Linked DNA regions of Ovis aries: region 1 is linked to region 2. Evidence: chromatin contacts called from public Hi-C data. All regions are on one chromosome and are shown on one strand. The core of a region is the stretch at or near the end of the contact, and the rest is flanking DNA. Distances in the headings are between cores, read along the strand shown. Region 1 holds the start of MARS2 (methionyl-tRNA synthetase 2, mitochondrial). Region 2 holds the start of HSPD1 (heat shock protein family D (Hsp60) member 1).

Region 1 (3,983 bases), core at 845-3,344, 140 kb before region 2:
GTACACAATGAGAAGGAATAGTATCAGCAAAGTTGTCTCTTACCCCTGGAGACATCTCAGAGACACTGGGGTACAAAGGACAGTGGTTAATGGACACACAGAACTGAAGAGTAGGGAGTAGGCTCCTGAAAGGCTATCAAAATTCACAGGGACATTACTTATGTGCTCATTTGATGCAACACTTTAGAAAGCATTAATATAATTTCCCTGAAAATGCAAAAAATTAGAAAATAACAAATTTACTTTTTGACAACAAGCTAATAAGAACTGAGTTTCTAGGTCTTGTGGGCTTTTACGAGCCAGGACCTAGACTGGTCCAGTCTTGGAAACAAAACCCCAGTTTCAGGTCCCAGTCTCCTTCCTTCAAAAGGTGATGGATGTCCATAGAATCGAGACAAGAAATGGAGCTCTCCAAGGCTCCTCTCTGTGGAAGAAACCCCCAACCTAGACAGCAGCCTGTCAGCTAGGCTTGGGGTGACAGGCTGGAGCAGAGTTCCAAAGACTCGCAAACACTCCAAGGCCACATGAAGCACAGTACCCAGCCAGGGAGCATCCACCGGGCTCTCCCAGTTCAGCTTCCATGGCGCATGCCTTTGGACAAAGCCGTTAGTCTGCCGGACACAGCTGGACACTGCCTCCAGAGCCTTATAGATCTGAAAGTTATCGTAGTGGTCTGCTACCTGCTTGGGCAAAGTGGCCACTGCGCTCACTAGAGCATAGTCCTCTGCCTGAGCACGACCTGACGGCCCCACCAAGCCTGGCTCACTGGGAAAGCAAGTAGTGCAGAAAGCCGGATAGATCCCAGAAGGATTGATCCTGTTGGCAGTACATCGGTTCAGGAGACCTCCCAAAGCATCTGCCAGCTCAGAATCCAACAACTTAACCACCTTTTCATCATAGTAATCACAATCCCAGCTGGGGACACCCTGCCGAAGAAGAAAGTAGCGGAAGCCATCCACCGTATAGCGGTCAAGACAAGTCCTGGGATCCACCACGTTACCCAAGCTCTTGGACATCTTCTGACCACAGACTGTCCAGTGGGAATGGACATAGATGCGATGTGGTGGGCTCATGCCGGCCCCTAAGAGGAGGGCAGGCCAATAGATAGCATGGAATTTGAGAATGTCCTTGCCTATGATATGAGAGGTGTTCGGCCACCAAGATTTGAACTCAGCGTTTGGGTAGCCGATTACAGTAAGGTAGTTGACCAAGGCATCCAGCCATACGTAGATGGTCTGTGAATCGTCCCCGGGCACCGGAATGCCCCAGTGCAAGTGGCTACTCCTTCGAGAGACCGATAGGTCCGGCAGCTCCTCCTCCAACCACTGAAGGACTGTGTGATGGAATGGCTCCGGTGTTATGGCCTCAGGGTCGCCCCGCAGCCACTGCTGGAGCGGCTCCCGGAACTGGGAAAGCCTAAAAATGTAGTTTTCTTCCTTGGTCCAGGAGACCGGGTGTCCGCTCTCGAGAGATACAGGACACAAATCCCCCGACGGGCCGGGCTGCCTGGTAACCTTGGCTTCAGGCAGGAAGCACTCGTCGGAGGCGCAATACCAACCTTCATAGATGCCCTTGTAGAGAAGACCCCGAGCCTTCAGCATCCCCCAGAAGTGCTGCACAGCTACCCGGTGCCGGGCCTCGGTGGTGCGGATGAAGTCGGTGGAAGAGATGTCAGCCTCCCGGAAAAGCTGCTGGAACTGGGCAGAGACTCTGTCGCACAGCTCGGACGGAGCCAGGCCCGCGGCGGCGGCTGCCTGCTGAATCTTCAGGCCGTGCTCATCGGTACCCGTGGAGAATCCCGTGGCGGCGTCACTGGGAACTCGGAGGCGATGGTGTCGGCACAGGGCGTCCGCCAGTAGCGCGGAGTACAGGTGCCCGATGTGCGGCGCGGCATTCACGTAGAAAATGGGTGTGGTAAAGTAGGCGCGCGAGTCGCGGGTATCGTCGCGGACACTAAGAGGGCCCGAGCTGTAGTGGCGTAAGCTAAAGTCCTCCGAGAGCGAGACCCTACTCGCCCCCCTGCGTCCTAGCAGCCGGAAGGCAGAAACTCGCAGCATGACGCCCGCGGATCTCAAGCGGCGGAGGGGGCGTTCTGGAAGCACGTGTGAGGGGCGCATGCGCAGCCGGGCCGCACCGCCGCTTCCGGCCAGAAAGCCAATGAAGTCCGGCCCCGAGCTCCGGCCCTCCGCCGCCCCTCCCGCGCTCCTCCCTCCACGGGCCTCTGAGCAGATGTTGTGAATTGTGGGAGCGAGCGAGCATAGCTTAGAGGAGCTGAGTGTAGGAGAGGTTGTGAAAGCAGATAAGTTTGTATCTGTAATATGCTGCTTGTCCTGCTCTGGGATATAATTTTATATTTATGGATCTGTTTTTTGGTTTTTGTTTTTTGTTTTTTTCTCCAGGCTGAGTTGCTTGTGGGGAAGAATTTTATATTCAGGCATTCTTCAAACTCCTGTCAGTGACCAGTTAGTTGCAGGAGTATACCCTCTACATAGCCCGGTAGGAATCTAAAATATCATATACATTTTCCTCTCAGAACCTAGTGGATACAATAACTCCAGAAGGGAGGAGGGAGAAGGGAAGGAAGAAAAATAATGACCTAAATAAAGCACTTGAGGAAAGGGTAAGATCTGAAAAAGTAGCAGAAATATTTTCTTCAAATGCATTTTTTGTTGAATCCATGAAAGAGGTTAGCCTGTGATATGTCCAGTCTTTGCAGAGATTATTGAGATTCAGAAAGCTGGAATGCTTTCCCTGTGCACCTAAGGAGAAAAACAGTCCTCAGATTTATTTCTCAGGGTAGTTGCCAGTAGTATTCTTCTAAAATGATCCTGAGGTTCTCCTAGAGAAGTGTTTTTCATGTTTGCTTTTAGTAAGGGAATCCTAGCATTTTCAAAAAGGATGCCTCCAGAGCCCAGAACTGGATTCATATTAAACCTTGCTTCTTGACAAACTCTCATCTTTGGTCTATGACTGGCCATCTTTTTTCTCTCCCATTTAACTTAATGATTTAATAATAACATAACTTTATTATATTATTTTAATAAAGCAAATGTAATGCCTGTGAACCTACAATCCAATTTATAAACTGGAAGTGGTTTTCTCTGTGTGATTCCAGCAGAGCTGCATTAAAACAGCACCTGGAACCTTGTTAGAAATGCATATTCTTAGGCCCCACACTCACCTCCTGAATCAAAAAACCTGGGGGCTCCCAGCCATCTAGGTTTTAATGAGCTTTATAGGAATTCTGATGCACACTAAAATTTGAGACCCACTGAACTAGAAGATCATTGGCAATTTAGGTCTATGTACTCTTTTTCTCCTTGTATTCCTGTCTTCTTCCCAGAGGTAATCATTGTCCTGAATCTTGCATATATGTTACTATATATATAGTATGTCTAAGTCTATAGAGACAAAAGCCTTGAGAATCCCTTGCACTGCAAGGAGATCAAACCAATCAGTCCTAAAGGAAATCAACCCTGAATATTCATTGGAAGGACTGATGCTGAAGCTCAGTCCTGATGCCAAGAGTGGACTCATTGGAAAAGACCCTGATGCTGGCAAAGATTGAGGGCAGGAGAAGAGGGGGACAACAGAGGATGAGCTGGTTGGATGGCATCACTGACTCAATAGACATGAATTTGAGCAAACTTGGAAATAGTGAAGGACAAGGGAGCCTGGTGTTCTGCAGTTCATGGGGTCGCAGAGAGTTGGATAGGATTTAGAAAGTGCACAACAACAAAGCAACATATTGTTTAATTTTGCATGTATTAAACATTCTAAAAAATGATATCATGGGAATTCCCTGGTGGTCCAGTGATTCGGCCTTTTCACTGCATGGCCCAGGTTCAATCTCTAGTCTGGGAACTAAGATTGCAGAAGCCATGCTGGCACAGCCAAAAGAAAAAAAAGATATACTACCTGTAGTAGATTCATCCTTTTTGCCTGTAACTCTATAATTCATTTTGACTGCTGCACAGTAATTT
Region 2 (4,085 bases), core at 127-2,626:
AAACAAAAGGGTTTCCAACTGAACTCTCTAAAATTCAGTACTAGAAGCAATTTGTGAAAAAGAAAAGGTCACTAGTGTCTAATTAGCAGTCTAATTTCTGGGCTTCAGTTTCCTTATCTGTAACATAGATCTGGGAAGATGTCTGGATCTAAAAGTTCCCTTTGAAAGGACACCCTTTCCCAAATTCTGTGCAAGGCATTAAAAATCCATTCTCTGGCATAAGGTAGTAGCTCCACGGTTGCATCTGGTCCCTACCCTGAGCGCCACCCCACACATACACTTACCTCTTTTTCTTTAAAATCACATTATAACACCTCTTCTGATTTTGGAGCATGTACCCAATTGCAAACCATTTCACCTGGCAGGCTAATCAGATGAGGTCTAACTACCCTATTCGATTTTTTTTAGGAATGTGAAGAGCACTCCGTCTTTTGCAAATCCCAAGAATCAATACTGACACAAGGACCAACTCACTCCAAGTACCGCCCTACTAAAAGTTGATAAAATTATAATCAATTCCTTCCTTATGCTTCACACATAAAGAAATTCACAAGGAATGATATCTAACAAGTCCCAGCCTGATGATGAAAACTTGCTGGACCAGAGAACAGCTAGAGCGATAAGTGGCCAAAAGCAAACAGCAGAAGGAGGAGGATATCGACTCCCGGATCCGGCTAGACAAGCTGGATGTCAGAAGTCGGGCAGCTCACAAGCCAGATAGGAACTGGAAGGCAGGACGAGGTAGGCTGTTTACACCCCTCCCACCCTAGAAGCCCTCATAGAACCTCAGGGTCTCCACCTGGCCCGCGGCACCCCTCAGACACTGGTCACTGGAGATCAGGCAAAAGGCGAGAACAAGCAGTGGCTACTAACAAGCTTTCCAGCCCTGGTCTCGGCCGCCCCTATGCGCCCCTCACGCCCACCCTCCAGTCGGAGCTACGCAGGCCTCCCGGGCCGCCGGCGCCGCCGCCGCCTCCGCCAAACCGAAGGACTGAGGCTCCGGAAGAGCAGGCCGGGCACCAGTGCCCCCGCCAGTCCGTCGGTCGCCCCGGCCCATCCTCCTCTCAGAGGTATCCAGCTTCAAAGTGCGACTCTGCTCGGCACCAAGAGCCCCCTCCCCCTCCCCCAAAGGTGCAGATATAGTACCTGAGCCTTGGTACCCGGCCTGTTCCGCCTCAGCACAGCCGTCCCCTCCGCCATGACCATAGTGCCAGAGTCTGGGCGGCTGGAGTCGGTACCCGGATGTAGGGGACGGCTGCCTGCGCGGGGGGCGGGGCGGAGCGGCGTTCCTGGCTCGGGCGCGGGGGAGGGGCGACTGCTGACGGCACAGCCGTAGCCCGCGCGGGGCAGGGTGGGAGGAACTGGAGGAGTCCCTGAAAGGGCCAGCTGGCGGAGGGAGGGGGACAAGAAAAGGAACAGCCGACGACTCACTGACGACGAAGTGGAGGGAGGGAGAGACCCGGCTGCCAAGGACGAGAGTGAGTAGCAAAGAGAATTCCGCCGGCCAGCGCAGAGAGCCACCATCCCCAAGTGGGAATGTGCAAATTCGGCGTAGCGCGTTGTGCATCTCATTGGGCTTACGTTAGTTAACTGGAAGAACGGAGCTTGCACAATGACGACCGTTTCAGTTGTCGGTTGTGCAAACAAATACCTAGAGAAGCGTAAGTCTGTCCCGAAATCTGCCTAGATGTGCACAGTGAAAAAGAGGTCAGCAGTCTTGGAAAGTTACACAGACCCTGCATGAAATGGACCAATTTCAAATCAGACTCAGGCTTAGAGTGTAAAACGGTATTTCCGCCATCCGCTAAGTTTGTGTCGATTAGAGACCCAAATGCCAATTTTCTGACGGTAAAGGGGACATCAGGTATTGTGTGTTAAGCAGACAAGATTAGCTTGTATTTTTTTGCAAGTCAAAAGCAGGAGGAGAAAATGAATGCCCCTTCGTTGACGGTGGGTGTTGTACATCCCAGTATTTCAGTTTTTCTTTGTTGCAAGTTTTAAGTTTTCTCTTATGTCATGGAATCAGAGATGTATTGGCAAACTTTTTTTTGGTTCCTGCTTGGAAATCTTAAAATGTTTGATCTGGGATGAGAGAGGCCTTAGGTTATCAGATGCGAAGACGGTTAAATTAGTAAACAATGCATATAGTAGGGTAATTTTCAAGAGAGAAAAGCATCAGATATCCCATCCCATCAAGTACACCCAAAAGTGTATTAAGAATGCTGAGACATGTAACAGAGTCTCCAAAGATGAAAGCCAGGAGTGGATGAGAGGGTGGTTAAAATTAGTGCAAAGCTGAATAACTGTCATGGCTTGGAATTTCGTTCAGAAGCATTTAATATGGGAAGCCTGTTTGCCTTTAAAGATTTCTTCTTTCTAGAAGATGTAGAGACTGGTAACTTTTCAAGAGAAAGGACAACTCCATCACTAAGTGCAAAAAATTTATTCATCCAACAAGTGTTTATTAAGCCCCACTCTGTGGCACTGAGGTAAAAGTATAAAAAGGCCCCATCCTTAAGGATAAGTTGATTAGAGTCTAGCCATGGAGACAGCCGTGCAAGTCACCAGTTCTCTTAATAAATACAGTGAGAATCTAAGACAAGCAGCCCCTAAATGTTGCCACCCTAAGAGAGATATGGCTGGATCTGTAGAGAGCAGATTCTTAGGTCTGTGGACAATCTCACCTCCCTTACTCCAAGGATTCAGTTATAATTTCCCGGATTGTATGGTAATCCCCGAGCTGTAAATATCAGTTACCTATAGTTGAAGGGGCTCATCTTAAGTCCAGAGTTCAGTTCAGTCGCTCAGCGATGTCTGACTCCGCAACCCCATGAATTGCAGCATACCAGGCCTCCCTGTCCATCACCAACTCCTAGAGTTTACCCAAACTCATGTCCATCGAGTTGGTGGTGCCATCCAGCTATCTCATCCTCTGTCGTCCCCTTATCCTGCCCCCAATCCCTCCCAGCATCAGGGTCTTTTCCAATGAGTCAACTCTTCGCATCAGGTGGCCCAGAGTATTGGAGTTTCAGCTTCAGCATCAGTCCTTCCAATGAACACCCAGGACTGATCTCCTTTAGGAATGGACTGGTTGGATCTCCTTGCAGTCCAAGGGACTCTCAAGAGTCTTCTCCAACACCACAATTCAAAAGCATCAATTCTTCGGCCCTCAGCTTTCTTCACAGTCCAACTCACAGCCATACATGACCACTGGAAAAACCATAGCCTTGACTAGACAGACCTTTGCTGGCAATGTCTCTGCTTTTGAATATGCTATCTAGGTTGGTTATAACTTTCCTTCCAAGGAGTAAGCGTCTTTTAATTTCATGCCTGGTAGTAATACTTAAATACTGTTTCAACCCATCTGAAAAGAACAAAAGAAAAAGAGAATTAAGTAGGTGTTAAATTCAGGAACAAAATACATATTCTTCTCTTTGAAAAGTCTAATTATGCTACATTGTGATGTCAATTCTGGCCTTGTTTACAGGAAGAACCTTGGTCTTTATGGTTGAAATGTTTCTAACTTATAACCTTCACATTTTAATGTGACGTTTAATCTGTTAGTCTGCAGATTGGAGGTCTGCAGACCTCTAAACAACAATAATTCTACAACCACAATTAATTTAGGGAGTGGGGGGAAGAAGAAAAGAGCATGATCAGTAATAACAGTAACATGTAAAAATGGGTTACTTGAATATTTTTGTTAAAGAAGTAGTTTTTTTAAAGGCAAGATGAACAAATGAAAATAACTCTGGACTGAGATTCAAGAAGTCTAAATTCTCTTCCTTGTTGACTGTAAGACTTTGAACAGTTTATCAAATAAAAGGGTTTGTGTGGAGGGAGAGGGAATGAAACCAGTGCACAGCAGTTCTTTCCTTCTGCCTCATAAGAGTATGATCTTTTGGAGGCTTCCCTGGTGGTCCAGTGGTTAAGAATCCACCTTGCAATGCTGGGAACATGGGTTTGATCCATGGTCTCAGAAGATCTCACATGCCATGGAGCAACCAAGCCCGTGGAGCACAAATACTGAGCCTGTGCTCTAGAGCATATGGCTGAAACTGCTGAAGCTCACACACCCTAGAGCC

What was found. Hi-C and Micro-C count contacts between places; a contact is called where the count stands out from the background.
Region 1: a Hi-C map of hypothalamus shows a contact between it and region 2, with 5 times the contacts expected there. The contact joins the promoter of MARS2 here to the promoter of HSPD1 in region 2. A contact is called at or near these places in 2 of 16 Hi-C or Micro-C datasets (hypothalamus and liver).

The regions. Positions count from the first base shown.
Region 1 is chr2:199,943,298-199,947,280 of ARS-UI_Ramb_v3.0, reverse strand. MARS2 (methionyl-tRNA synthetase 2, mitochondrial) reads right to left here and starts at 2,094. Exons shown (of 2, transcript XM_060411245.1): 1 at 1-2,094. The coding sequence starts at 2,057. The coding sequence ends at 276.
Region 2 is chr2:199,805,937-199,810,021 of ARS-UI_Ramb_v3.0, reverse strand. HSPD1 (heat shock protein family D (Hsp60) member 1) reads left to right here and starts at 1,376. Exons shown (of 13, transcript XM_060410155.1): 1 at 1,376-1,661. All of the region lies in intron 2 of MOB4 (MOB family member 4, phocein), which reads right to left.